7 separate regions of the Mus musculus genome follow, and regions 2, 3, 4, 5, 6 and 7 are each linked to region 1. The links are chromatin contacts, called in public HiChIP or PLAC-seq and promoter capture Hi-C maps. All regions are on one chromosome and are shown on one strand. Each heading gives the region's core, a stretch centred on a gene start, on an enhancer-like site or on the middle of the called end of the contact. The rest is flanking DNA. Distances are from core to core; before and after follow the strand shown.

The links. Promoter capture Hi-C pulls out the DNA fragments that hold promoters and counts their contacts. HiChIP or PLAC-seq counts read pairs in DNA pulled down with a chosen protein or histone mark.
Region 2: a contact with region 1 is called in an H3K27ac HiChIP or PLAC-seq map of oligodendrocyte precursor cells, with 5 times the contacts expected there. The contact joins the enhancer-like site here to the promoter of Dscam in region 1. A contact is called at or near these places in 4 of 39 promoter capture datasets (the 3T3-L1 cell line, cranial neural crest and embryonic stem cells), 2 of 484 Hi-C or Micro-C datasets (cerebral cortex and cortical neurons), 11 of 115 datasets of contacts at active chromatin or transcription factors (astrocytes, bone marrow-derived macrophages, embryonic basal ganglia and 8 more) and 1 of 9 other capture datasets (adipose tissue).
Region 3: a contact with region 1 is called in an H3K27ac HiChIP or PLAC-seq map of VIP interneurons, with 3 times the contacts expected there. The contact joins the enhancer-like site here to the promoter of Dscam in region 1. A contact is called at or near these places in 12 of 39 promoter capture datasets (the 3T3-L1 cell line, cranial neural crest, embryonic stem cells and 7 more), 3 of 484 Hi-C or Micro-C datasets (the N1E-115 cell line and cortical neurons), 6 of 115 datasets of contacts at active chromatin or transcription factors (VIP interneurons, embryonic forebrain, embryonic hindbrain and 3 more) and 1 of 9 other capture datasets (pancreatic islet).
Region 4: a contact with region 1 is called in an H3K4me3 HiChIP or PLAC-seq map of embryonic forebrain, with 5 times the contacts expected there. The contact joins the enhancer-like site here to the promoter of Dscam in region 1. A contact is called at or near these places in 11 of 39 promoter capture datasets (the 3T3-L1 cell line, cranial neural crest, frontonasal cranial neural crest and 6 more), 20 of 484 Hi-C or Micro-C datasets (the N1E-115 cell line, bone marrow-derived macrophages, cardiomyocytes and 11 more), 16 of 115 datasets of contacts at active chromatin or transcription factors (SST interneurons, VIP interneurons, astrocytes and 10 more) and 5 of 9 other capture datasets (adipose tissue, embryonic stem cells, liver and 2 more).
Region 5: a contact with region 1 is called in an H3K4me3 HiChIP or PLAC-seq map of embryonic basal ganglia, with 4 times the contacts expected there. The contact joins the enhancer-like site here to the promoter of Dscam in region 1. A contact is called at or near these places in 10 of 39 promoter capture datasets (the 3T3-L1 cell line, cranial neural crest, frontonasal cranial neural crest and 6 more), 12 of 484 Hi-C or Micro-C datasets (the N1E-115 cell line, cerebellar granule neurons, cerebellum and 7 more), 10 of 115 datasets of contacts at active chromatin or transcription factors (SST interneurons, VIP interneurons, astrocytes and 7 more) and 2 of 9 other capture datasets (adipose tissue and embryonic stem cells).
Region 6: an H3K4me3 HiChIP or PLAC-seq map of embryonic basal ganglia shows a contact between it and region 1, with 2.9 times the contacts expected there. The contact joins the enhancer-like site here to the promoter of Dscam in region 1. A contact is called at or near these places in 5 of 39 promoter capture datasets (cranial neural crest, embryonic stem cells, frontonasal cranial neural crest and 2 more), 7 of 115 datasets of contacts at active chromatin or transcription factors (bone marrow-derived macrophages, embryonic basal ganglia, embryonic forebrain and 4 more) and 2 of 9 other capture datasets (adipose tissue and embryonic stem cells).
Region 7: a promoter capture Hi-C map of second pharyngeal arch cranial neural crest shows a contact between it and region 1, with 3 times the contacts expected there. The contact joins the enhancer-like site here to the promoter of Dscam in region 1. A contact is called at or near these places in 12 of 39 promoter capture datasets (the 3T3-L1 cell line, cranial neural crest, embryonic stem cells and 8 more), 5 of 484 Hi-C or Micro-C datasets (ECoMG myeloid progenitors, bone marrow-derived macrophages, cerebellum and 2 more), 9 of 115 datasets of contacts at active chromatin or transcription factors (VIP interneurons, embryonic basal ganglia, embryonic forebrain and 6 more) and 3 of 9 other capture datasets (adipose tissue, embryonic stem cells and pancreatic islet).

The regions. Positions count from the first base shown.
Region 1 is chr16:97,169,320-97,172,019 of GRCm38.p6, forward strand. It overlaps Dscam (DS cell adhesion molecule), which reads right to left and starts at 1,416. Exons shown (of 33, transcript NM_031174.4): 1 at 915-1,416. The coding sequence starts at 957.
Region 2 is chr16:96,752,718-96,755,417 of GRCm38.p6, forward strand. The region is part of intron 11 of Dscam (DS cell adhesion molecule); the gene reads right to left. The region is part of intron 2 of Gm32509 (a long non-coding RNA gene); the gene reads left to right. Among named protein-coding and RNA genes, the nearest start is that of Gm32509, 35 kb to the left of the region's middle. Within about 2 kb of position 1,259, at least 25 of the 459 cell types and tissues checked have an H3K27ac peak or open chromatin away from gene starts, as enhancers often do. A contact at or near this core is called in cerebral cortex, neural progenitor cells, neural stem cells and 1 more, where this site is marked.
Region 3 is chr16:96,729,087-96,731,786 of GRCm38.p6, forward strand. All of the region lies in intron 11 of Dscam (DS cell adhesion molecule), which reads right to left. It overlaps Gm32509 (a long non-coding RNA gene), which reads left to right. Exons shown (of 3, transcript XR_385103.4): 2 at 1,268-1,533. Among named protein-coding and RNA genes, the nearest start is that of Gm32509, 12 kb to the left of the region's middle. Within about 2 kb of position 1,420, at least 9 of the 459 cell types and tissues checked have an H3K27ac peak or open chromatin away from gene starts, as enhancers often do. A contact at or near this core is called in VIP interneurons, neural progenitor cells and pancreatic islet, where this site is marked.
Region 4 is chr16:96,844,871-96,847,570 of GRCm38.p6, forward strand. All of the region lies in intron 3 of Dscam (DS cell adhesion molecule), which reads right to left. Among named protein-coding and RNA genes, the nearest start is that of Gm32432, 36 kb to the right of the region's middle. RefSeq lists an enhancer at 730-2,700. Within about 2 kb of position 1,386, at least 27 of the 459 cell types and tissues checked have an H3K27ac peak or open chromatin away from gene starts, as enhancers often do. A contact at or near this core is called in SST interneurons, embryonic basal ganglia, embryonic forebrain and 2 more, where this site is marked.
Region 5 is chr16:96,672,052-96,674,751 of GRCm38.p6, forward strand. Dscam (DS cell adhesion molecule) reads right to left here. Exons shown (of 33, transcript NM_031174.4): 20 at 1,614-1,747. Among named protein-coding and RNA genes, the nearest start is that of Gm32509, 46 kb to the right of the region's middle. Within about 2 kb of position 1,365, at least 22 of the 459 cell types and tissues checked have an H3K27ac peak or open chromatin away from gene starts, as enhancers often do. A contact at or near this core is called in VIP interneurons, cerebral cortex, cortical neurons and 3 more, where this site is marked.
Region 6 is chr16:96,777,786-96,780,485 of GRCm38.p6, forward strand. All of the region lies in intron 10 of Dscam (DS cell adhesion molecule), which reads right to left. Among named protein-coding and RNA genes, the nearest start is that of Gm32509, 60 kb to the left of the region's middle. Within about 2 kb of position 1,381, at least 8 of the 459 cell types and tissues checked have an H3K27ac peak or open chromatin away from gene starts, as enhancers often do. A contact at or near this core is called in embryonic basal ganglia, where this site is marked.
Region 7 is chr16:96,871,749-96,874,448 of GRCm38.p6, forward strand. The region is part of intron 3 of Dscam (DS cell adhesion molecule); the gene reads right to left. Among named protein-coding and RNA genes, the nearest start is that of Gm32432, 9.3 kb to the right of the region's middle. Within about 2 kb of position 1,258, at least 4 of the 459 cell types and tissues checked have an H3K27ac peak or open chromatin away from gene starts, as enhancers often do. A contact at or near this core is called in second pharyngeal arch cranial neural crest, where this site is marked.

The DNA.
Region 1 (2,700 bases), core at 166-2,665:
TTCCACATTTAAGATGGGTATTGAAGCCCTGGATGCTTCCAAGCGGTACCAAATGATAACAGTTCCCTCTCTTTGCCACAGGAGAGAAAGCCATTCATACATGTAAGTTCATATTTACACTGTGACAGGCAGCCTAAGGTGCAGACACACTTACTAATTGGGTCTGACTCCATCAAAAGCCATAGATTCTAAATATCAGGAAGAAAGCATCTCAAAAGGCTATACTGAGCTGCGCATGAGGGGGAAACACCATGTACAACATTCACCAATTTCACTTTTATAAGTATACAGGTGATTTTTAAAAAATTTGTCAACATTACAGATGATGTAATGCCTAGCAGTGCATATTTTTACATACACTACTGCGAGGAACATGTAGTGTCCAGGGGACGAGGGGGATGCAGACAGACGCATCTTTCCCACAGCCTTCAAGGATAAACTGTAGCAGAATTAAAGCGGAGGCTTTAAGGCTCAAGAGTGCAGAACCTGAGGGCTACTGTCTTAATTGACCCCTGCACCTGCCTACGCTCCTAACGCCATGTCCTTTTCTGGTTATGATATTCAAAGTGGCAATGATCATCTCCCTTCTCTTCTTCCCAAACCTGCCTGGCTCTGATGAGGTAGCTGTCTAGCTCTGGAGTTAGGCTTTGAGCTGGCACTTGGCTAGCTAGCTAGGTAGGCTGCTTCCAACGATTGCAGAGCGATGCCTCCCCGGCCTCCTATCAGTATCGCCTAACCTCTCCAAAGCAATGCAAATATATTTTTTAAATAAATAAATAAACGCATGCACGAACATTCCAACCCGGATAGGAAAGGAAAGGGAAAAGACTTCACCCATGCATTCAACCCCCTACACCGCACCCATCCCCCGGGCCCCTTCCCAGACAGGAATCAGCACAGACCGCAAGGCTCACCATTCGCGAAGCTCTGGAACAAGGAGAGAGCCAGTATCCACATGCCCCTGCTGCTGCCCGGCCTCCCGCGAGCCAGCGAGCCAGCGAGCGAGCCACGCGCCGGCCTCGCCCCCCGCGCTGCGCTGCGCTCCGCCGCGCCCGGCCCGGCTCCGCTTGCTGCCCGCCACCTGCCCGGGGGCCGCCCAGCCGCCCAGCCGCGCTCCCCGCTTGCTGCGCCCCCGCACACCTGCTCCCGGGCGCCGCGCCCCGCGCCGCGGACACAGCCCAGGTGCGCCGTGCGCTCGGCTCGGCTCAGCGGGCCGCGGGCAGCCAGGCGCGGGCGCACAGCCGCAGCCGCGGGCGCGAGCTCATGCCGGGCGCCCCCCGATGCGCAGCGCGGCCAGGCGGCGGCCTCCCGGGCGCCGGCCTCACCCTCCGCAGCCAGGCAGCAGGCGCGCGGCCAGGCTCATCCTGCTGCGGCGGCCTCGGGCGCCGGGTCCCCTGTGCTGCCCTTCCCTGCCTGAGCCCGGCGGGCCGCGCGCGGAGGCGAGCGGGGACCCCTCCCCTGCTCTGGCCGCTGGGGCGCTCTGCAGTCTTAAAGCAGCAGCAGAGGAGTGCGGCGGATCACGCAGTCGGCGGGACCCAGGGCTCAGAGGCTCAGAGGCTCAGAGACGCGTCCCCACACAGCCCATCGTGTGTAGCTCTGTTCTTGCAGGTTGTTAATGAGATGCGGCCGGGGGCTGACCACTCCGGAAGGGTGCCAGCTAGGCAGAGGTGACCGCGAGGCGTTAGCAGTTTTGATGCGATGTGCAGCAGGATTCGGAGTCCGTATTGACTCCCTGAAAAGTCTAGTCCATCTGCCTAGAGGGAAATGCTGCCTTGGAGTCCTCGCGGCTCCTGGGAAGAGCTCTCTGACTTCACTGGCTGATTTTTAATTATCTTTAATACATACTAGGGTGCAAACATGAGCGATTCTAATTTTGGTCTCTGAGTGGTGTATAAAAACTGATTAAAATAGCTGATAGTGCGTATTGAGTCCCAACATGCAACCCCTTTCTTGGCACAGCAGACCATGGCCTAAATGGGTCTCCAGAAAGATCTTGAAGTAATGATACTATTTCAACAAAGGCCCTTCAAAAAGCACATATCCGTATCTGGCACTTTACAAAATAATGACCCACAGAGTCAGAATGTGCCCTGATTTAAAGTCTAACATTGAATGCACACGGCCAGGACTATGGACTGGGAAAGCTTTGAGGGAAGGCAAGAGAGGACCATTTCATGGGAAATGGAGATAGTTTCGCAGACTATCAGGCATCTTCTGCCTGAACTACATGTGCACTTACAGATTAGGCACCCCTAAAACGGCTCACAGAATAGCCCAGAAAAGCAAATGTTGAGGCAGAAATAAAATGGTGCTTTACCAGGGCTGGGCACAAGATGGCCAGGCCCTGTGTTAGGAAGGGTCAGCTGAGCCCTGACGCCGCACTGGCTGCCATTGCTCTGCAGCTGTAGGTGGTCACGTGCTGCCGCCCACTCAGGCTGCGCCTCCAGCTCTGCCAGCTACACACGAACCCCAGTGTCCTCTGCCTTTGCATGCAAAGGGTGTTTCTTCACTCCCTGTTCCTCAAAGCTGTGCTCCCTGGCAGGCAGTGGGCCTGATTTCCCTCCCTGCATTCCTGTTCTTTTAGGGCACAATTCTTCAGGTACTCCAACCATCTTAAGGCTCAGCTGGGGCTTGGTAGCCAAGCACTCAAGACAAAGCTGAGGCAGACAGCTTGGAGTCAAACCACTACCTCCACTTACC
Region 2 (2,700 bases), core at 9-2,508, 420 kb before region 1:
TGAGATCGATAATAAGCCTGAAATCTCATCTACCCAGGAGACTGAGATAGGAAGACCTCAAGTTTGGAGCTAGCCTATGCAACTTAGCAAGACCCTGTCTCAAAATACAAATAAATATATAATTAATAAAGAAGGCTAGACTTGCTGCTCAGTGATACAGTACATATATAGAACCCATAAGGCTTAGAGTTTGATCCTCAGAACAACAAAAAAAAAATCACACCTACATTTCAGCATATATATGCTCATATATCAGAAAGCATGTGTGTTCTGTATTACATTTTCATGACAACACGGGGAGACATTAGAACCCTTTCTTGTACCGTTAACTGGGGCAAAACTCGGTGACTGCCTGGGTCAGAGACCTGTAGCAGAATCTTTGTCCTAAACTGCCTCTTCAGTTCTTAACTTTACACCCATAGATGGTGCATCCCTCAACCCTCATCAGACAAGCTTCTTTCAGCAGAGGATGGTGAATAACATGGTAATCTACAACAAGTCAGTGTGTGGAGAATAACAGACAGTGGGATGTTCAGCTCTAAATGAAGCATCTATATCTCACCCACCTCCAAGGCTCAGGGATCATTGCAGAAGAGGAGCAGAAAGAGTTTAAGAGCCCGGGGAGTGGGTGTCTGCTGTGAACCTGAATTTGCCATGCATGACAGTGCAGTTACACATGTGAACTTATAGTAGCTGTGACTGCATTACATAAGAATTGTATAAGACCAAGTCAGCAAAAATCCCAACATGAACCAGGGAGAGACTCACTGAATGCCTCCTCCCTCAACTAAGGAGTTCTTGGCGGCTATGGGAGCATGGAGAGTCAGTTTTTCTTCATGGATGCAGGCCTGAAAGCATTCCAATGTTCCAGTAGATGGCCCTGTACCCATGCACATATAGGCAGCACTAAGAATGGTGGGCATTAGAAGAATGTTTTAAAAGGAAAGAACACATGAAGTTGGGAAGGGAAGTGATGAAGGGGTAGGGGAAGAACTAAAGGAGAGACAAATAGGGTGGAATTGATTTAAAAAACACACACACACACATTGGATGCTTATATGAATTGGTAATTTGAGACTCCTGCCCAGTGCATCTTATTCCAGAGTGTGACTAGTAGAGAATTCTGCATGCTCACTCAGCACTCTCGTCCCCATGGGGGGTGGGGTTGGGGGTGGATATTCTCCTTACACACTCAGACAAATGAGCTCAGATAGGGCAGCTCAAGTCGGGAAGTGAAATCTGGGCCATCCCTTACTCGTGAGAGCCTCTTTGTAAGCAGTAATACACAGACTTCCGTTGTGGGAGAGCTAGCTGGATGCTTCAGGGACATCCAAGCCTGCCAGCAACCAGCAGGGATGAAGGAGATGTTTGAGTGCTAAACTCTAGCTGGCAGGTGGGCTGGCCTCAGTGGTCTCTGTTAGGAAGAGGAAGCCAACAGATGCACTAAGTAAGGGAGATTTATTTCTAGTCCCTTCTCCCCAGGAAGGAAGTAATTTATATATTGTGCCCAAATAACAAGGCCACCCAGCCCGAGCCTCTCTTCTCTATGCCCAGCCCAAATCCAACCAGAAGGCTGAGAATCCCTAACCCAGACAACTGAACTTCCAATCCATCTGGTCACGAGCATTTAGGGCAATGGGTACTCAGCTTTCATTGGCTTTGCATGCCATGAAATGTGGCTACTCTTCAGTGACATCCACCTGAGATGGAAGCACAGTCCCTGGGAAGATTAAAAGCCTTTCCACAAGTGTCTGGAAGCTTAGCCCTTTCAAGTGATAGCATGTCGGTGCTCTCCTCGCCTGAGCCTCTGACAGAGATATCAGGCCCCGCATGAGGTGACAGTTCAACTGACTGCTGTGGAGAGAACAGCAATTTCTCTCTGAAGAAAGGGTGGATTCATGATGCACGTGACACGTCTCATTCACCATCTAATTGTCAATCTTTTAAACCCTCTCCATGAATGACTTCAGAGACAGAGAACCGTCATGTGTCAGTGCAGAATCAGGCAATTATAATGGATTTCTGTGGCTCCTCACCAGCCCTGCAAAGTCTGTCTCAAAGGGCTTTCAGCTGAGAAGACTGCACCATTTCAGGATGTCAGATTCTAAATTCCCTGATGCTGAAAGGTTATTTGTTGGTCTTGTAAAAGAGAAGGAATTAGTAGGTTCCCTTTCCCCACTTTTTTTCCAAGTGAGGAAAAGGCAGGACACCCTGGAAATAGAATACTGGGCTACATACATTTCCCAGAATGGGTAGAAAGGACAAGGACAGGCAGCTGACCATTGCTGAGAGGAGGAGCAGGTTTTTTCCTGGGTTCTGGTTTTTGGAGATAAACTTTCTAAAATATGAGTTTGTTATCTCGGCAACACTAAACCAAGAGACATCATCTAGGTTTTTAAGGGACAAATAATTTGGGGGCGGGGTGTAGGGAGAGAAATGAAATTCATTTCCTACGTGAGGAGGCTCAATTTTCAGGCAGGCAGGTGTTCTGTGGGAGTAATAGTTTATTCTCATTTAGAATTCTAGAGGAAACTCCAAAATACCCTTGATACAGAAAGAACTCACTAAGCTTTCCACAGAAGGCATAGTGAATGGAAATAGAGAGCCCTTTGTCTGACACTGCCAAGAGTGGAGGATGCTGGTACTGAACCATATCCCATCTGCCGAGCATAGTCCCACGAGTCCCTCCCCACTGCTTCT
Region 3 (2,700 bases), core at 170-2,669, 440 kb before region 1:
GTCAACCTCAGACTTTTACCTCTATGCACACCCATATTTGCATATGTGCACCCATATGTGTACACTAAACACATGAATGTGTATATACAAACATGCACATACATACAGATCAACATCTTTATATCATTAAGTCCATTTGCTGAATTTTATCCTATGAAATTGACTACATGCATGTGCACAGTTTATTCGGAGGGTCATTTCCTATAGCCTGGCAGTGATCACAGGAACCTGAAGCACATACAACACAAGTGTTTATAGATATTTAAAGATGTTGTCTAGACAAGAGAATACTTGTTCAAGAAACACTCAGAACTATATTTAAAACTCATACACATGCCTGTGTGTTTGTGGTAGACCTTACATCACAGGAGAAAGCCTTTCTTCCTGCTTTGTGGGGTGTGCTCACATGATTGTCTTTCTGTGTCCCATTTAAATGGTCAGGCAGGCATGATGCATATGCTTGTCAGCCCAGAGCTGAACAGAGGACTGCTGGGGCTTGATGGCCAGCCAATCTGGTCTAATTACCATCATATCAGCAAGAGAGCTTTCTCAAAGAGTGGAAGTCCTCCTGGAGATGACTTCTGAAGTGTCCTCTGGCCATAAGTTCACATACATATGCACTTACAGTAGACACACACACACTAATAATAATAATAACAAAATAAAACTTTATGATATATCATGTACATGGAATGAAAAAGTACCTGCACACAGAAGAATCAAATTTTATGTCTGTTTATGTTGGCGGGGGAGATGATTCACAGGGAGACTGGCAAAGGGCTTGCACCAAAATGTAAGGGAGCCTGAGCTTGGACTCTAGCACCTATGTGAAAAAGCTAAGTGACATGCAACATGCACTTGTAAGCCCAGTGCTGGGGAAGTAGAGGCAGGGGGGTTCTAAAGGCTCACTGGCCAGCTAGTGTCACTGAACTAATGAATTCCAGATTCACTGAGAGATTCTACCTCATAGAATATGTGGACTAGAACTGAGAAAGTCACTTGACTTTCTCACTCATGTGTGTACATACCCACCCCCATACCAGCACACATACAAGAACATGTAAACATACATGCAAAGTGCTTTTATGAGTTCTATATTTCTTTTCAACACATCTCTTTGTGTATATTCTATATCATACATGAATAAAGAAATAAAATTGAAATATCTTAGAAGAGGGCACACACCACATCCTATTCAATTTCTACATTTTATTCTTTCTGGTTTACCTGAATCCTTTTATAATAAACACATCATTTCTCCAAACAGAAAGAAGAAAAAAAACTATCTTGCTTTTGGGAAGAAAACCAACTAAACCAAAAAACCCGTCAAGCTTAGTGGCTCGTGTGCACGATTCCCTCCTGACAGGAGCTGAGTACTCAGCAGCCCTGAGCCCAAGCTGAATCGGAAGTGTCAGCAAACCCCTGCAGACACAGGGAACTGCAAACTGCTTTTTCTGATGTCAGGACTTCTCCTCAGGGAGCTCACTCTGCTGCATTTGCTCATGGCCAGAAGACTCATCCGGCAGGAGAAAGGTGGGAAAAGGTTCTAGTTCCCCATTTCTTCTCACTGCTTCAGATATCAACCTCATACAGTCAGCCTGACACTGGAGGGGCCTCTAGGAGCAGCATGGCTGACATAGGAAGCATCCTTCTTACTGGAACTAAGTAAAAATCTACAATATAGATAAGCCCAACGATAAGGTCTAAGCTACCGTGACTTCTCTTGGGAGGCTTGGAGAACAAAGGAGCTGGCAGCTAGATGAGGGGGTGCTATTCTGAGACCTGCAATCAGGATTAATTATAGTGGTGATGTTCTGTGGACTCAGAGAGGAAGCCTTAGCCACTTGGACAATGAGTGATTTTACCCCACATCTTCCGTTGCTGGGGACCTCAGTTGGTTGCTATGGTGGATGAAGTGAGAGCACCTGGTTCTGCCTTGACAACATCCATGGCAGGAGGTTGCCAAGGAAAGGAGAGAGGGGAGGGCTAGTGAGGGGACTGATGGTGAGTGTGGCTAAGGCCAGACCCTGGGACTAGCCCAGCATGTCGGGCTTTGAACCAACCAGTCATGAGGAGGCAGCATCTGGTCTGAGAACTGGCTTCACATTTTCTAGAATCTGTAGGGACACATGCACCTGTAGGCTTCCCGACCTCCAGTAACTGTCATCTTGTCCACTCTTAGCTTTATGGTTTGGTTTGGGCCAATTGTCCATAGTTTGTTTTGAGATAGAGTCTAACTCTGTAGCCCTAGTCTTCCAAGTGTTGAGGTTACAAGTATGACTCACCATCCCTAGCCTGTGTGAACTATTCTAATGATACCTAGAGTACCATTTTTTATGATTTCTTCTTCACATTCCAAAAACCTGAAGAATAAGTACTACATGCTAACTGATTGCGCCACTGAAGCATCTGCTTGAAGGGTGTTTTCAATCGGTCAGCATGCTGTCACATGACCCATATGAAACCCCTCCCTCTGGCTAGTCCTGTGTCCCAGACTCAAGCTTGGATGGATTCTTGGACCTACAGCCAGTCAGGGACTTGAACCTTTAACGTTTTATATTAGAAATTTTCCAATCAGATTTTTCCTTTTAGGATCCATGGCCATTAGTCTAGCTCAAGTCTCAATCAGCATGCCCGGGCTGGAGCGTGTCATTCCTGGATCTAACTCTTAAGCCTCAGTTAGTCTCAGATTCTATCCTT
Region 4 (2,700 bases), core at 136-2,635, 320 kb before region 1:
GCTATCAATGTATAATGTACACTTAAAAGACACTCTCAACTATTCCCCAGGACAAAATCAAAGACTAGGCTAAATGGAAATATGCCACATGTTCTAAGAACAGATGATTTGATGTTGTGAAAGTGTCAATTTTCTGAAAATACAAAGAAAGCAACTCATCTTCCTCCATTTCTGGACAAAGCCCAGTTAGAAGTCAACTGCATTGATGTCAATTAAAGCATGCTATTTCCATCCAGGAGACTAGAAAATTCTAAAGATATTTGAGAATACGTAATCTTGGTGGGGGGTAGAGGGAAATAAACATGTCTTATGGCATATAAACTGGCGAAACATTCCTGGGGAACCACTTGTGTGATTATTTTTAGTTGTAAGTACTCCCTATACTTCAACCCAGTGGGTCCTCTCCAAAGGCTCTGTCCTAAGTAAATTCATAGATTTAGCTATATAAAAATATAACTCAAAATACTCTTTCTGACACTTCAGAAAGAGTAGAATGAAATTTAGGGGTATTGAGTTAATTAGTAAGCTCATACTCATAGTGGTTAAAAAGGATAGTAAGGTAGAATTGCCAAAGTTCTGGAAAGATCTTCAAGGTAATCTATATGATACATAATGTACTATATATGTGCATATATAAATATAAATTTACATATGCAAATGAACAGAGGTACAGAAGTAGCAGATACTGAAGTGAGTTGGGGGAGGAGCAGACTACATTCTCTTTCTTATGCCCCCATTCCTTGCTATCACAGACACTGACTGGGGCAGTCTGCTCCAAGAGGAGTCAGTGGGTGTGGCTCACAGCATATGCATTACAAAGCCCTGGTAACTTGGAGACACAGGAGGATCAGGAAGGCTAGGGTGGCACAGACGTGTCAAAGGTGGCCTAATTTCTCTTGTTTTCCAGGCTAGCCCACTGGTGGGCATGGATGTAGCAGAGAGAAACACTTTCAACATTTCTTCCATCTTTGTCATCCCTGCTTTCTAAACACCTAAGCAGCCATGTTCCCACCTCCTTATCCCCGCTCAGCTGTGGCCGCTTCCTTCCTGCCTGACTTTGCACCAACTGCATCACCATTGGCCTGTGACAGCAGCTTCTCTTTTCCTTCCTGTTCCTGTCCTTTCCTGTTTACCTTGTATTAAATGGCTGGGTATTCAGGAAGAACAAATCTGAGGTGCCCCCCCACACACACACAAAATAATAATAATAAGATCAGGAAATAAGGCATTCTGGTTCAGGCAGTGACCTCCCCTCACCAGAAGGTTGTAAACTGTGATGTCAAGGAAGGGCGGAAGGGTGACATTGAGGCAGCCCAGGCACAGCCCAGGCTAAGCTGCACAGAGAAATCACTGAACCAGTAGTAATGGTGCACCCTCTGTAGTTGGGGGAGGGGAGCATGTGGAACCAGCTCAAACCCTACCCTGGCTTCTAAGTCCAGAGTCATCTAGCATATGTATGTTAAACACTCCGAGAGCAATCTCACAAAGACATTTTCCTCCTGTAACTAAGACTTGCTCAGTGTACTTCTCCCACAGTTAAATGAGGCTCAATTACACACTGCTAATTTAAGCCCGCACACTGCATTCAACTGTGCACCTAATTACCCTGTTTAGTTTGTTAATGATCAGAGCTTTGCCTGTGCAGATCTTAGAGTCTGCCATTAATCTTTACTCTAGTTAGATTTCTTGTGATTTTTTTTTCCAGAATAAATCCTTCAGAAAATAAAATGACATTAGACTTTTAAAAAAGGGATTATTTAAGGATTAATAATAACAACCAATGAAACTCAAATAACTGGAACAGTACTCGTTGGTTTACATGATGAGGGGACACTTGTCAGTCACTACAGGGCCACTCATGTCTAGGAAGAAATGTTTCAGTTAGAGGCAAGAATAGCAATTAGACAAAGGAGAGAAAAGAAACAGAGGACTGCACAGAAGGACAAAGAAATGAGCCTGGACAGAGGAGAGTGCTTCCCCAGGAGGGAGGGGGCCTTGTCTGGTGTCTGAGGATTAGACAGTCAGGATGAGACACAGAGAATGTGTCTGGTTGGAGAAAATTATGGAAGTTTCATGGGCTTAAATTAAGATATATTTTGAAAACACAGACTCCAGGACAGAGTGTTGGTCTGGATGCTAGGGTGAGGGAGAGGATAATGGGAAGTTTTCTCCTGGGATCTGGGGCATGTTCTTGCACATGGTGGGCTGTGTAAGAGCCACCTCTACTCGGTGGGGAGGATGACAAGGAAGGACAGAGAAGGACTAGGTCGGGTAGATTAGTGTTTAAAGACAAGTAAACAGGCAATGTTCCCTGAGGCTATGCTGGAAGGACATGTTTCCTGTGGGCAATATCTTCCAGTTGTGATATGCACTTTGCCATGAAGAGTGGAATCACCGACCTTCAGGAAATAAGTAAGGCTGGAGATCATTGTGTTAAAAGTGCCCTCCAAAAGACCCAACAAGCAGCTGAAAGAGTCAGATGCAGTTATTTGCACCCAACCAATGGACAGAAGCAGCTGACCTCTGTTGTTGAATTAGGGAATGCTGAAAGAAGAAGGGTGATCCTGTAGGAGGACCAGCAGTCTTAATTAATCTGGACCCCAGAGATCTTTCCAACACTGGACCACTAAACAGACAGCATACACCAGCTAATATGAGGCCCCCAACATACATACATATAGTAGAGGACTGCTGGGTCTG
Region 5 (2,700 bases), core at 115-2,614, 500 kb before region 1:
ATGAGGCCGATAACATGCGATTAGATATGTCATGGTCCTGGAAAAACCAACTACTTTTCTGCAAAATCAACACAGCAATGAAACCACTCCTGATGACATATTTTATACCCACAGGTCACTGCAATGTTCAACCTCCCTCAGGTTAAACATCCTGATGATGCGTTTTGCATGCATGCATGCCTGTGCACCACCTGTCTACTTGGTGCCCTTGGAGGCCAGAAGAGGACAGCAGATCCTCTGGAACTTGAGTCACAGGGTATTTGGGCTGCTATGTGGATGCTAAGATTCGAACCTGAGACTTCTGCAAGAGAAGCAAGTCGAACATTACCCAGCTAAATAATAATCAACACAGAGATTCACAACTGGACAGTGTGCAGAGAGTGCTCCACTTTGGAGCCCTCTGCCCTAAGTGGACTGTCTTTATCAAATTCCTTCCTTCAGGGCTCAGAGATCTTTGTGGGACAGGAAGAAGAACGACTGTAAGAGCCAGAGGGGTAGACAACTCTAAGAAAACAGTGTTCCAGACACAACAAGTCCGATGCACATATGAACTCAGAGATAGTGGCAGCACAAATAAGGCCTGATGCACAGGTTGAAGTCATTTTCCCTCCCCAAGTTGCTTTTGCTCACAGTATATATCAATAGAAACCCTACACAGTAGCACATGTACTCAGCCAGACTGGATGCCCACTAAGTTTCAAAGATATGGCTATTTCTGCCTCTCCAGAGCTGGGATTATTTGTGTGTGTGTGTGTGTGTGTGTGTGTGTGTGTGTGTGTTGGGGACCAAATCTCACCCCCCCCCCCCGCTTGCACAAAAACACAGCTGAACCACTTCCATAGCCTTCTACATGTTTTTAAGTTTTATGCCAGGAACAGGAGATAGATACAAAGACGGATTAGGCACGATTCCTTCATTTTGACAGTGCCTTAAAATCTTTGTGAAAACATTGTAAATCCAAATCGTTCTTTTTATATTTTCCTTTCTCCAAAATTCCCTCTTTTTCTGATATGCCTTGTTATCTGCCCATGGAAAGTTTAAGTTGATAGTTATTATCCAGCATCATAAACAGTAATGATAATAAATAGCCCAGTTTTAAATGGTGTGTATTCTGACCTCGGCGCCTTTACTAGGCTGAGTCCGCTATTGTAGAGGGCACAGATCCCCACTGCCTTGCGCAGCAGGGGTAGCGCTATAGTACTTTCTCAGTGTGGGTTAGGGCAGAGAAGGAGGGTGGGCTGGAGCATGTGGGGGAGAAGGAGGGAGGAAAGGAGGACATTTAATGCGGAGCCTAGCAGTGCAATCAATAGGTGCTGTCCACTGACTATCAATTAAGGCACAATTACGGCCTGTGCACTCGGAGTTTGATTAAGCCGCTGGCAGTGCCTGGGAAGCTGCCAGATAAACAAGGGCTCTAGGCGAGTGCCCGCGCCCCGCGTAATAAAGCAGGAGTCTTCTGGAGGGAGGTGCAAATGAGGACTTTGCTCTGCATGTGGAGACAACATGACAAGAAAAAAACACCAAGAAGGCCGAGTGGGAGGGAGGCGAGGGAAGAGCATCCTCAGCGAGGTCCTGGGAGATGCTGGGAAAGCTATTGGTTATTCGCCACTTACGGTAGGGTAGGGATGGGAGCAGAACACTGTGTACTTCCGAATGATGCCGTTCAGCTTCAGCGGGGGCAGCCAGGACACGAAGACCATGGAGGCCGAGGCTGCCGCCGCCTTGACACCGGCAGGAGGACCTGGAACTGGAAAATCCAGGGTTAGTCACAGGGTGGAATGTAGCTTCCCATGGCTCCCCAGGTGACACTCTCTCCTCCCAGAGACTGCTCTAGTGGTCTAGCACCAGTGTCCAGGATCCCAGTGTGTCCTCATAACTGAACCATATCAATACACTGAGCCCTAACACTTTATTTGGAGATAGGATCTTTAAAAAAAGGCAACCAAGGCACCGTTTGTAGAGTGCCCAGTCACAACTGGGAAATCTATATCACTTCCTCCAAGGCTTGAGGGAAACTGGGAAAGACAGCAAGAAAAGAGCATAAGACCTGGCAGATGGGCCAGGCCCCTTATAAGAGAGACGAAGGGTTAGAGACAGTGGGTGTCAGAATCCTTTGAAGTGTCAGAATCTTCCTGTCCTCAAGTGAACTGTCATGCTGTTAGGAGTTGTGGGGATGAGGGTGGAGTGAGCGTTGGGGGTGAGGGTGAGGTCCGGGATGAAGGTTGGGGATGAGGGTGAGGTTGGGATGAGGGTAGGGGTGAGGGTGGGATGAGAGTTGGGGATGAGGGTGAAGGTGGGGTAAGGGTGAGGGTGGGGTGGGGTGAGGGCTGAGGAGCATGACAGGAACCCAATGCTGTTGTTTATTGGCTCACAACAGCTGCCCAGGCACATCCCTATATTCTGAGGTCTTAGAATTCTAGACAGGACTGATATACTCACAGGGCACAAAGCCTCCAGTTCCTACTGAAGAGCAATATGGCAGTCGGTTGTGCAAACACACACACATACCACACACACACTCTATCTCACACACACTCCATCTTTAAGTCTATACAGTCATACATCAGCATACTCTCCATGATGGTTTGAATGAGAACTGTCCCCTAAAGCTTACTGTTTGAACACCTTGGTTCTCAGTTGGTGTCTCTGTTTAGAGAAGTGAGGCTTTTGGTAAGTTAGGTGGGAAGGCTGCTGGAGGGA
Region 6 (2,700 bases), core at 131-2,630, 390 kb before region 1:
ATTAAAGTAGATTGCATTGTAAAGTATTGGTTTTATAAATTATAAGATAACATATAGAGAATGTATTCCTTTCTAAAAGGAAAAAGGATTTTACTGAAACTTAAAAACAAGAGAATAAGCAGCTCATGCCTTTATCCCAGGGCTTGGGAAGCAGATGCAGGTGGTTCTGTGTGAGCTTCCCAAGGGTGCTTACACACACACTCACACACATACACACACACACAGAGACACATACACACACACATACCTACACACATACTCACACACATACACACACATACACAATCATACACACATACATATACACACATACAGTTACATATATTCACACATACACACATGTACACACAGACACATATAGACACACACACATATACATACACACTACACAGACATACATGTACACATACACACATTCACACACATACACAGACACATATGTACACGTATACATACAAATACATTCACGTAACACAGACACACATGTATACACATTCACATACACACATTCACACACATACACACATACACAGACACATATGTACACATATATACACAAACACATACACATACACACATACACACATACACAGACACATGTACACATATACATACAAACACATTCAGACACACACAGAGAGACACACAGACACACATATACAAACATTCACATACACACAAACATACACACACAGGCACATATCTACACATATACACACAAACACATTCACATACACACATACACATGTACACATATACATACAACACATTCACACACACACACAGACACATATATACACACATACACATACAAACATACACACATACACAGACACACATGTACAAACACATTCACGTACACACACATAGATACACACATATACCAAACACATACATACACATACAGATAAACATACACACCAGACTAAAAATTAAGACATCTCAAAGAGGTATGGAATTTATGAACTATGTAAAACTTGGTTTTAAAAATTTTGAAATTATAGTGAAATTCTTGTTGGCTTGGAGAAAGGCAGAAGATTGTTCATACCCACAATGCATACTTTTTACTGTCCTCAAAGAATTTTCACTAGAAAAACACTTTAAGTAGTGGAGACATTTATAAAGAAGAATTAAAAAGTAAAATTTACAGCACTGCCATGCTCTCTCAATTGAATGGTGGCAAAGAATGATCTTTTAATTCCTATCTGGATGGATGTGAGCCTGTGCATTATTTAAAAGTCTAATGAAAATGGATTTGAATAACATTAAATCTTTTCTTCATTGGGAAAAAAAAATGAGCCCAAGTTGAAGGGACACAGCATGCACAGCTTTGATCAGGCCTGCTACAAGGAGCAAGAGCTTGCTGTTAGCCAGTCTATTCACCAAGAGGACACAAAAGCCGACACTCTTCAGATGTGACAGACGTGGGCTTCACTGAATTCTCAGTCCTCTCCCTCAGAGTAATCATTACTCCACAGGGCAATGTTTAAGCCAGTGCGTGCAGTCTGCAAATCAGCAGCTATCTTAGCATAGGGTAAGCACGTTGGGCAGCAGCTGTTAGTAAGAGAGAGCGGCCAACTTTCTGTGGCTAGCTGGGGTTGGGTGGGGATGGTTCTAAACTTCATCACAAGAAATGAAATGTTAAGACATTTTATAAGTCACAGACTGGATTACCAGTGGTGTTAACACACAGAAGACCTCCCCTATTTGCCGGGAAGCTATGCCTCACTGCATGCCCGGGTGCCAAGGTTGTGGGAATCACACATAGGAGAATGACACAGGAGGCAGGTGGCAAACAAGGTACCTGCTTCATAGAGTTCTGAAGTTTTGCTGATCATAGAGAACGCATTTGGCTGAGAGTTGGAAAGATCTAGATCCCAGTGGCCTCTGACCAAGCCAATGGGGCTTGTAGACAAATGGTTGTTACTCCTTACATCTTTATACAGAAAATATTTACATCTAAGATTTTGATAAAGACGAGCTTACAAAAATGTGAATGTAAATACCTACAGTTCATATCTAGAATAGATTGTTCAAAGAGCATGTTCATAACTAGCTATCAAGGTGGAGTGATGGATGAGGTGGATTGAAGCACAGCACAGTGGGAGAGGGAGTCTCTCTGTTCCCTTGACTGTTCTCAATGGAAAGCTGCAAGCAGCTATGCTTTCTCCTCCCTAAGGACCAGAGTTTGTCCCTTTCATCCTAGTGGAGAGGGGTGTTTTCTTGAAGAATGAGTGGTTCTTACTTCAAAGAGAAGTTTCCTTTCCTTTAGAAGAGCTGCTAGGCTCCAAGTGTCCCTCTCGGATGGACTGTAAAACATGGAAGTATAAGATGAAATCAATCTTTCCTCCCCAGGTTGATTTGGGTCATGAAGTTTAACCAGGACCTTGGTTTATTTCTGTCTTGTGAGTGAGGGGCATTGAAAATGACTTGGGAGGAGCAAGGAAGGAGAAGCCACCATTTACTCCACAGGGTGTGCACTGGGAAATGGCAGACTCTGGACACAGAATCATTAGTACCCTTGAGAGCTGCCTGTAAACCATGGCTGCAGACATGGATATGAGCAGCTTCTCAAGACACCTACCCTTGTCAACAACTATAAGACAGCTTTCTTTTTCTCTGTCTCTCCCCAGGTGCCATGCTCCCAATTCCCATGGTAAATTCCCCCCTAGCACTGCACTACCTACTAAGTGCAATAGC
Region 7 (2,700 bases), core at 8-2,507, 300 kb before region 1:
GACACAAACATGGGGAAGAAAATGGCGAGAATGGGGATCTAAAGGCAAAGATTGCTACAATTCCTCTGGTGACTACGTGAAACTTACAACTCTGTGAGAGGGAGTGCTTTTATTTTCCTGGGTTCCTTGAAGAGAGGTAGGATGGCCACAGGTTAAAGAGCTGCCTCCTTCAGAAACTTGGCTGTGATTTCTGTGCCAACAAACAGAACAGCTCTGTCTGTGTATGCACAAGGAGGGTAGGGGGATTTTAACACATAGTACATACCCTACCTGCATCCTTCCATACTCTTTTACCCATGGATTTAGACCAAGAGTAATTGTCATGGTATGAGCACCATCATGTGACCTGCTCACACCCAGGGCAGCCATGGATAAGAAGTCCCTATAATTCTTTTGGTGGGCTCAGATAAGACCTGCAATGGTTTGGATATAGCTTAGATGTATCTCCCAGGGTTTTCACCTGCTGGCAATTTGATCCCCAAAGTGGCCACATGAGACATGATGGGATGAATTTTTAAGAGATGGGATCCACTGCTGGGGTGGGGGTGGGTGGGGGATGGGGTAGAGGTGGTGCGTAATTAGGTCCCTGGAGGCATGTCAACCTTGGAAGGGATTAATGTGAGTCTTGGACTTTCAGACTCCACAGCTATAAGGTAAGTGAGCCTCATTTTATAATATGCTTATCCTCAAGTGGATTGCTTTAGCAAAAGAAAGCAGACTCAAGAACCAGAGGATATCTCAGCTTTGTAGTCCAGTGAAGTGGATCTAACATTTAAAACACAATTCATTTCTAGTCTTTAACAGCGTATATCCAAAAGGTCAAAAATGTGTGTTGACATATTTACATATTTTATCCTTGTGTATTTGAAAGCCTTATTTGAAAATTAGTATATGAAGTCTAACTTTAAAACATCTTGTACACTGTTATTTTAACGATTTTTAGATAACAACTTGCTAAAACCACATTGTTGATTTTTTTTTATTCTCTCCAAATGTGACAGCCTCCAGCTAAATTCTCAATGTTGCAGGTTTTAAAGTCTTGCAGAGAAATCACACTTTCAAATATGCCATCAACATAACTGGTAATAAACCGCACACACATGTGTGTCTGTAGACATAGAACGGCGTGGCCTAATCAGGTCCTTTGCTAAGTAATTATCGTGACACCATTTTAGCGGCAAAGGTTAAGCATCTTCATCTGAGTGGAATCTAAAGAAATGAGTCTTGATGTGGTAACTGCCATTTGTCAGCATTCGTGCAGAGGCTGTTGACAGGCTCTGGTCTCCCTGGCAACACCACAGCTCCTTTTCTTTTGCAGTAACCTTAGACACTAACGAGACATGCAAGTCCACAGGGCATAAAAGGTATTTCTAATCTCTTTCTACATTTTTGACTTGACTGGGCAGATGCACATAAAGATTAGCTGGAAGCATTTGAAGCAAAGGGGCACTTGCTCCCCAATTCTGACTCTGTTCATGAACATACTAAGCATATGTATATGTATATGTACATGTACATGTGCATGCATATAAAATGAAGATATGTATGCACATATAAACATATACATATATATGCAGATATGTATGTATATATATATACATATATATGTGCACATATATCTTTATTAATAAAACACACTATTAATTTTATCGTTATTATCTGAGAGAGAGATTTAAATAATAAATAGTGCTAAAGTAAATAAGTAAATTAGATGGAGCCCAGGCATAAAATATTCCTAAGTAAAATTGAACTAGTAAAGGGACCTGTGTGGGGTTTCAGCATCAGCCAAATGTACCTCAAGCATCTGACATTGATGTGCTACCGAGGTTAAACAAAAACAAATAGCAACCAACCAACCAACAACCCCCCAAAGAAAAACTTGAAACCATCAAGAGAATAAAACACAAACATAACTTAAGCTCATCTGAGCAAAAGCCTTCAATGAGCTCCGACCCCAGGGCGCTGGACCCCAGGGCGCTGGCACAGGCCTGGGCGTGGACGAGGCAGCTGAAGGATATGTCGGCTTTACTTTTCTCTTCACTTACACCCTAGAAAGGCCCAGGCCATGTTCCCTCCACCAAAGTGGGGCCCACATCTCTTTTGGAGCAGTCTAATTCACAAAATACTGTATGGCTTTTAACTCTTTGAAGATTTTAATTGTGTCTCTGTTTATACTGTTAAAATTGAATATATAAATTTCTCCACCCAAGACCCTCTTCAGATACATTCACATTTCAAATGAGGCCTTTGCAGAGTCAAGCACCCCTTTAAAAATCATGTGAAACCTTCACCTTCAGTGTCTCAGTCATGGGCTCTATTTGGAACCAAGGAGTAAAAGACTTTAAAACACTGAGGAACAAAAGTGAATAAAATACTGGAAGAAAGGTGGCCTTCAAGCCTGGTAAGGTAGTCAAATCTTAGCAAGACTATGGGGGGTGCATTCGAATCCAGTGACACTGGTGTCCTTAGAAAGGCTTAGTAGAAAAACAGATGCATGTAGAGGGAAAGACAAATGAGAACACAGGAAGAAGATGGCAGGAGGCTGGAGAGATACACCCACAAGCCTAGTGGGGCTTCCAAGGTCACAGGAACTGGCAGGGGCCACAAAGAGGAGGAGAAGAGCCCCTTCCAGAACCAGTGGACTGGAATGTTTATTTTGAAGACATAGCCATGAAAGTTTTAAATAAATGTTTGTCATCT